Regions from separate parts of the Mus musculus genome. Here region 1 is linked to region 2. A link is a contact called in public promoter capture Hi-C data. All regions are on one chromosome and are shown on one strand. Each heading gives the region's core, a stretch centred on a gene start, on an enhancer-like site or on the middle of the called end of the contact. The rest is flanking DNA. Distances are from core to core; before and after follow the strand shown.

Evidence for each region. Promoter capture Hi-C pulls out the DNA fragments that hold promoters and counts their contacts.
Region 1: a promoter capture Hi-C map of trophoblast stem cells shows a contact between it and region 2, with 4 times the contacts expected there. The contact joins two enhancer-like sites. A contact is called at or near these places in 6 of 39 promoter capture datasets (embryonic stem cells, liver, pre-B cells and 2 more) and 1 of 484 Hi-C or Micro-C datasets (embryonic stem cells).

What each region holds. Positions count from the first base shown.
Region 1 is chr16:9,014,616-9,018,579 of GRCm38.p6, forward strand. No RefSeq gene overlaps it. Among named protein-coding and RNA genes, the nearest start is that of Gm30444, 19 kb to the left of the region's middle. Within about 2 kb of position 1,921, at least 16 of the 459 cell types and tissues checked have an H3K27ac peak or open chromatin away from gene starts, as enhancers often do. A contact at or near this core is called in trophoblast stem cells, where this site is marked.
Region 2 is chr16:8,791,248-8,795,026 of GRCm38.p6, forward strand. No RefSeq gene overlaps it. Among named protein-coding and RNA genes, the nearest start is that of Gm25805, 27 kb to the left of the region's middle. Within about 2 kb of position 1,379, at least 38 of the 459 cell types and tissues checked have an H3K27ac peak or open chromatin away from gene starts, as enhancers often do. A contact at or near this core is called in trophoblast stem cells, where this site is marked.

The sequences.
Region 1 (3,964 bases), core at 671-3,170, 220 kb after region 2:
GGGCGTGGCTGTGTGCACTTACGTGGAGGCCAGAAGAGGATGTCACGTGTCCCATCTCCTTCTACTACCTGCCTTATTTGTTGGAGACAGGGCTTCTCACTGAGACTGGAGCAAATAAGCAGCAAGCCCTACTAATGGTCCTGTCTCTACCCCTCACAGTACGGGGTTATAGACACAGACATACAGGTCTCTTTTTACATGAGTCCTGGGATTTGAACCCAGGTTCTCAGGCTTGTGCAGCAAGTGCTCTTGTCTGCAGAACCATCTCCTCAGCCCTCTAGTGCCTCTGTTGCAGCTGCTATAGCAGAAGTTTTGGGGATATACTTGTGAATAAACCTGCTACTCGAGCCTTCTGCTTTTTCCCCTCTTCTTTGCACCCCATTAGTATCAGGAGTTTGTAATCTCATCTGCTTATGGGATTACTCAGCGGAGAGAGTGGGGGAGACATTTACCACCTTAGCCATTTGAAGCATACAATTCAGTTGTATTTTGCACATCACTGCCGGTGCCCTCTCCCCCCAGGCCCTGTTAAACATTATTCTGCTTTCTGAACATGCACGACTCACTCTCTGGGTACCTGTTACAAGTGGCACCACAGCTTTTATGCGCTTTTTTTTGTCCCTGGTTTATTTCCCTTCCTTAATGTCTTCATTGCTCTGTGGTGTCAGAACACACAGGGACTTTCTTTTGTAAAGGATAAAACAAAAACTATATATGACTTTTATTATTGTTTTATTACTTACCCATGCATATGTGCATGGGCAGGGAGCAATTCACTGGAGCATGGACAATTTACCAGTAGCTACATCCTCAGATGATTCTCCCCTCCAGGAGCCATCGCCTGCCCATAGGTGTGTAGTTAGGAGTGGGTCTTTGAGAGCTGGCTTGGTCTCATGCAGGTCTTGTGCAGGTGGGCATAGCTGATGTCAATTCCTGAGCACAAACATGGCCACGAAATATCCAGAGGACAGTATTTTGAATCACCCTTCCCCATCTTCCTGCTTTTAAATTCTTTCTACCTCTTCTCCTCGCCAACATAATATTTTTATTAATTATTTGGCAATTTCATACAATGTACCATGACCACTTTTGCTTCCCATTTTGACCAGGTCCATCCTCTCACTCTTGCATGCTCCCCCAAGTCTCCCCAAAATACCAAGTTCAATTTGTGTTGCCCATAAACTCACTGGAACATGGTCAATCTCCCAGTGGCTAGCCTCTTAAAGAAAACTGAGTCCTTCTGCTCTATCCCAGAAGTTGTCAACTGTGAGGAGCTGTACTTCAGCATCGTTATCACAGTTTTTAAGGACTCTCTTCTACAGGACTGTTTCTTTTGTGTTTGGGCGTGGGGAGAGAAGTTGTCACGGAAGTCTTCAGTGTCTCTCTTTCTCAGGTATGAGTCTGGAGTCATTGATACCACTGAAAAAGAAGCTTCCTTGCTCATAGTGGCTGACAGCCGCATAGTCAACGGACATCAACATGGCCTCTGGCAATGAACCACTCTTCATCCTCAGTATCCTACTGCTGCTCTGAGTCAGGGTGTCTGGGGGGCAGGATCCATACAAGCTTCTGGCTGCTGCACACCACCTTACCCTCTGAGTCAGCCAGCCACTCTGCTGGCACCCAGGGTGGGCGTGACCTTCATGCTTGCAGCCTGCAGACAGCGAGGCTCTCCCCCACACAGCAGGGTGAGCGGCGGCGGCGGCAGCAGCAGCAGCAGCAGCAGCAGCAGCAGGGGCAGCAGCAGCAGCAGCAGCAGCAGGGGCAGCAGCAGCAGCAGCAGCAGCAGCGGCAGCAGCAGCAGCAGCAGCAGCAGCAGCAGCAGGGGCAGCAGCAGCAGCAGCTGCTGCTCCGTGCCGCAGGCAGGCCCGTCCTGTCCAGAACTTTCTTTTTAAGGCTGAATAATAAACCACACATTGAGTGTAAAGTGTCTGGAATTGGCTCATGTGTCAGAACACTAGCACCCCAGTTCCTTTAGGAGGTGGAGCCTCAGTGGAGGAAATGAGTCAGTCACCTGAGGCTTTTTAGCCCTGCCTAGCTTTCTGTTCTTGGGCTGAGCAGATGTCATGTGACCAGCCGTCTTCTGCCCTGTCTTCCATGGTAGAATGTATCCTTTAGAACTGCAAGCCAGAATAAACATTTTCTTTCCTAAGTTGCTTTTGTCAAGGCATTTTATACCAGCACCAGGGACGATAGCGAACATGCCACACTTATCTGTACCTGGTCGGCAGGGTTGGGGGCTGCTATTTCCTCAGGCTCTTGTGAAGAGGCCACTTCAGAAGCTCTTGCGTGTTTCACAGTGATCCTTGCCGCCTTTGAAGCTTTCGCTCCAAGGCCCCGGTATCCTGTATACTTTCAGCAAATATGGATGGCATATTCAGCTAGTGGCTGGCTTGTGATGATCTGAGAAGATGCCCTTGCTCTCAGGAGCTCCTATTGGAGCTGCTGGCTGAGTTTACCAAGAGGTAAAAGCAACCCTCTCTACATAGACGTGCAAAGGAATCCAGCCTACGGTTGCGGCTGTCTCTGAGGCTGAGTCCAGGGCTTTCTAGTTGTATTACAGAAGTGAAATTGAGGACTGCATGACAACTGAATTCTTAGTTTTCATGAGGAAGTGCCGTAGTGTGCCCACAGTGACTGTGCCATTTTGTAATCTTGCCAGAACCTGCTTTTATTTATTTTTTGTTTTTAAATCGTAGCCATCCTAAAGGATGTGAAGTAGTATCTTGTGGTATTGATTTGCATTTCCCTAATGACTAATGATGGTAAGCATGTCTTTATTTACTTGACTTTATTTTTGTTTTTTGTTTTGGTTTTTAGAGAGAGGGTTTTTCTGTGTAGCCCTGGCTGTCCTGGAACTCACTCTGTAGACCAGGCTGGCCTCGAACTCAGAAATCCACCTGCCTCTGCCTCCCGAGTGCTGGGATTAAAGGCGTGTGCCACCACGCCCGGCTACTTGACTATTTTTTAAGACTTTTGGAAACGTGTCTGTTCTCATACCCCTCCCCTTCACTGCACACTCCTGATAAAAGGCTCTTATAGCCTGGGCTGGTCTGGAACTTGCAGTCCTCCTGGCTCTGGCCCCTCTGTCCTGATTGGTGGCGTGTTTTTCTGTCCAGCTCCTTTGATTGAGTCACATTACTTTTTTATTGCTGCAACTGAGCACTTAAAATGGTTGACATCTGGGTTCCAGGCCCCTTTCTGGTTTGGTTGGTTTTAAGTATTGCCTGCCTTAGCCATGCCTCTAGGTTTAGATCTCAGTACTGAAAAAAAAAAGACCCCAGAACATTATTATATCTACCACTGTCACCATCACCACCACCGCCACCACCTTCATCACTGAGAGTAAACCCAAACAGGGCACCACTAAGCAAGTCAGAGCATAGGCACCCACCATTAGGGGCAAGCTTGCCCCGGGGCAGAGGAAGCTGTCACCTTGTAAAAAGCTGCGCAAGCCCTTCCTCATTGTGCCTTCTTGTTATTGCAACTAAAACTCTTTAGATAAACTCAGGGGCCATCAAACTTCGTCCCAAGGTGCTCTTCTAGGTGTCCCGATCACCGCTTCTCATAATACCAAACGGAGTGCTCCCAGAAGCAGTTTGGGTCCTCCTTTTTTTTTTTTTTTTTATTCTTCCTTAGAAACAGGGTCTACTGTATAGTGCAGGTTGACCTTGAACATGCACTCTGTCAGGGATGAAATTGTAGATCCACTACTGTCAGACTCTGTTGATCGTCTTCTGAACATGTGAAAAGTGCAGTTTAAACTGAGTGTGTTCAGAAATGTGGCTCCTTTCATATGTGCTTTTCTATATGGATGTAGGCCCTGAATAAAAAAGAAATACCATGCTTTCTTTATTCTAGAGAATGCTGTTTTGAAAAATATTATCATCGGTCTCCTTATTAGTTGCCAGCAATGAATATTCCTTCATTCTTTTATCTCCTGGTTGTGCTTGAGGTTTTTGCC
Region 2 (3,779 bases), core at 129-2,628:
AGTTCAAAGAGTAAACACAATTTAGCATTTCGTGTCTGAGTGTGTGTACTTGCACACACATTTCTGTACTTACATGTACAGGCATGCTCTCATGTGCACCTGTGCCACATGCTACAACACAGGGAGAGAGGTCAAAGGACAACTTTCTGTATCCTGGGGATCAAACTCAGTTTGTCAGGCTTGTCAGCAAACAGCTTTAACTGCTGAGCACAACTGCTCAGCAATTTATAGTATTATGATACCACTGTACAATCTCATGTCTGGGAGAGATGGCATGAGTGTGAGCTGAATGAACCTGGTCTGGTCGTGCAGATTGTATTCTAACTACTCGAGAAGCTGAGGCAGGAGGATTAAAAGTTCAAAGCATGCATGTACAATTTAATGAGACCTTCTTTCAATATAAAAAAATAGAAAAGAAAGGTAACGACGACGATGACGATGACGACTAGGCCCAGTGTTTGCTTAGCACCCCTAAAGTCTTGGATCTATCCCATCTTGGCCGTACCCAAATAGTCCCAACACTCAGGAGGTAGAGGCAGGAGGATCAGAAATCCAAGGCCTTTGTTAGCTACATATCAAGTTTGAGGTTAGGAATGGACACTAGACCCTGTACCAAAACAAAACAAAACAAAAACAAAAACAAAAGGACAAAAACAAAATGAGACGTTTTTCTTTTTTTGTTTGTTTTTTGATTTTCGAGACAGGGTTTCTCTGTGTTCCCCTGGTTGTCCTGGAACTCTGTAGACCAAGCTGGCCTCGAACTCAGAAATCTGCCTGCCTCTGCCTCTGCCTCTGCCTCTGCCTCCTGAGTGCTGGGATTAAGGGCGTGCGCCACCACATCCGACCGGCGAGACTTTTTTTTTTTTTTTTAAGGGGCTGGGATGTTACTCAGTGGTAGAGCACGGTCTGGGTTAGGGTTGCATTGCCGTGACGAGACGCCAGGAACAAGGCAACTCTTATAAAAAACATTTAAATGGGGCTGACTTACAGTTTCAGAGGTCCACTATCGTCACGACGTGATGCATCACAGCGTCCAGGAAGACACGGTGCAGGAAGAGTTCGAAATCCTGGTCTGAGGACAGCCAGGAATACCTTCTATCCCTACTGGGCGGAGCCTCAAAGTCCGCCTACATAGTGACGCACTTCCTCCAACAAGGCCACACCTCCTCATAGTACCACTTCCTGAAGGCCAAGCATATTCAAACCTTTACAAGCACTTACTTAGCATGAACGGGATCCTAGGTTCATTTCTCAGCACCTTCAAGAAAAAAAAAAAGAAAAAGAAAAAGAAATCTAAAAATGAGTAGACTCCCCAGAGCACGGGAAATGCAGAACAAAAGATGCTACTATAAAAAAAACTTCCTGTGGGCCTGTGGCTCCCCGCTTCCAGAAGTCCGGCCTCTCTAAGCATCTACTAGGGCATCACAACTGTCCCTTTTTGGTTGCTAGTGAATTGTGCATCTATAGGTGACACACACCTTTAATCCCAGCACTCGGGAGGCAGAGGCAGGAAGATTTCTGTGTTCAAGGCCAACCTGGTCTACAAAGTGAGTTCCAGGACAGCCAGGGCTACACAGAGAAACCCTGTCTCGAAAAACAAAAACAACAACAACAACAAACCAAACCAAACAAACAAACAAAAAACCAAAAAAACACCAAACCAGAGTACAGTTTCATCTGCAGCTGCATTCTGAACTGAAAATCCTCTCGGAGGTGAATTAGAATCCACGAACAACCAGCTGTAGGCACTTAGCTTCAAACTGGAAAGAAATTTGCCTTTAGTTTCTGATATATCCTAGAGATGGGTAGAGATGGGTATTGGGGGTGCAGCTCTTTTGTAGTTTTTTTTTTTTTAAGGTTTATTTATTTATTATATGTAAGTACACTGTAGCTGTCTTCAGACACTCCAGAAGAGGACATCAGATTTCGTTATGGATGGTTGTGAGCCACCATGTGGTTGCTCGGACTTGAACTCAGGACCTTCAGAAGAGCAGTCAGCGCTCTTAACCACTGAGCCATCTCTCCAGCCCTCTTTTGGACTTTTTGTCCTTAGATCACAAAAGAGCCTGGGAGATGGGCCACAAGGATGTGGCCACTATTTTTATCCCACTCTTTGTTTGTTTGTTTTGTTGTGTTTGTTTTTTGAGACAGTGTTTCTCTGTGTAGCCCTGGCTGTCCTGGAGCTTACTTTGTAGACCAGGCTGGCCTCGAATTTAGAAATCTGCCTGGGATTAAAGGTGTGAGCCATCACTGTACTCTGGAATGGAGCCTGCCATCGGCTGTTTTCAATCGCTAGGAGATGGGGAGGGAGGGGAACTAATTCTTCAGAATATTTGGCTGAGGAAACATAAGCCCTTGAACAAGGGTTCTGACAAGTGTATCAGTCCCCACTTGGTGTTGCTCCTTTCTGCAACCCCCCTCATATCTACTGCACCCCAGGCACCCCTCAGGGGAGGAATGGTTCTGCTTGGGGAGGCACTGTGAAGTATACTGAGTAAGCAAGTGGTGGTGGTGAGCTAAGGAAAGACGGGGGAAGGGTGCTGAGTGACAGAAGAACAGCATTTAAACACCCACCCTGTGCCGAGCACACCCTAATCAATCCTCGGAGTTGGCTGGGACATAGACATTGTCTAGAATGTATGAGGCCCTGGGTTTGATTCCCAGTATCATATAAAACTGGTTGTCACACCCCTGTCATCCCAGCTGGGTCTTCTATAGCCCAGGCTGTCCTGAAACTTACAGCAATCCCCTTAAGCGCTGGGATAGCAGGCACGCATCACCATGCCCAGCTGGGACTTTACTAATGTGTAAGAACTTAACCCACCAGGAGAGGAGCAGGGCAGGGCAGGTACCACTGGTACGGCTGTCCAGCCCTCTGTAGCTGCAGTCTGGACTCCTGAAAGTTCTCTAGGAAGTGAGCTGGAATCCTTCCTTGACCTCTCTGTCTCTCTGTCTATCTCTCTCCTTCCCTCCCTCCACCCCCTACCTTTTTCTCTCTGTGTTCCTGTGCATGCAAATGCATGCATGCCATAGTGTGCCAATGGAAGTCGGAGGACAATTTATAGGGCTGGGTTCTCTCCTTTCATTGTGTGGGTGCTAGGGATTGAAGTTGGGTCATCAGGCTTAGATGGTAGTACCTTTACCTGCTAAGCCATCTTACAGGCTAATCAAATGACTGAGGCACTAGACTCAAAAAATGTCTGAGACAGCTGGGTGTAGTGGCACACGCCTTTAATAATAAGAAGAACCTGTCTTTTTTTTTTTTTTTTTTTTTTTTTTGGGTTTTCGAGACAGGGTTTCTCTGTGTAGCCCTGGCTGTCCTGGAGCTCACTTTGTAGACCAGGCTGGTCTCGAACTCAGAAATCCACCTGCCTCTGCCTCCTGAGTGCTGGGATTAAAGGCATGTGCCACCACGCCCGGCTTTTGTTTTGTTTTGTTTTGTTTTTTTTCCAGACAGGGTTTCTCTGTGTAGCCCTGGCTGTCCTGGAACTCACTCTGTAGACCAGGCTGGCCTCGAACTCAGAAATCCCCCTGCCTCTGCCTCTTGAGTGCTGGGATTACAGGCGTGCACCACCACTCTCCGTGAATCCAGAGTTTTAAGCATGTATATTATTAGTTACCTTTTTATTGCTGTGATAGATACCAAGATCAAAAGCAACTTACAGAACAGTTAGTTTTGGCTTAAGGTTCCAGAGTACTAGATGCCCAAAATGGGAGGGAAGGGGTGGCAACAGGTGGTCAGACCAGGCATCTGAGAGGTCACATCTCAGCTACAGAAA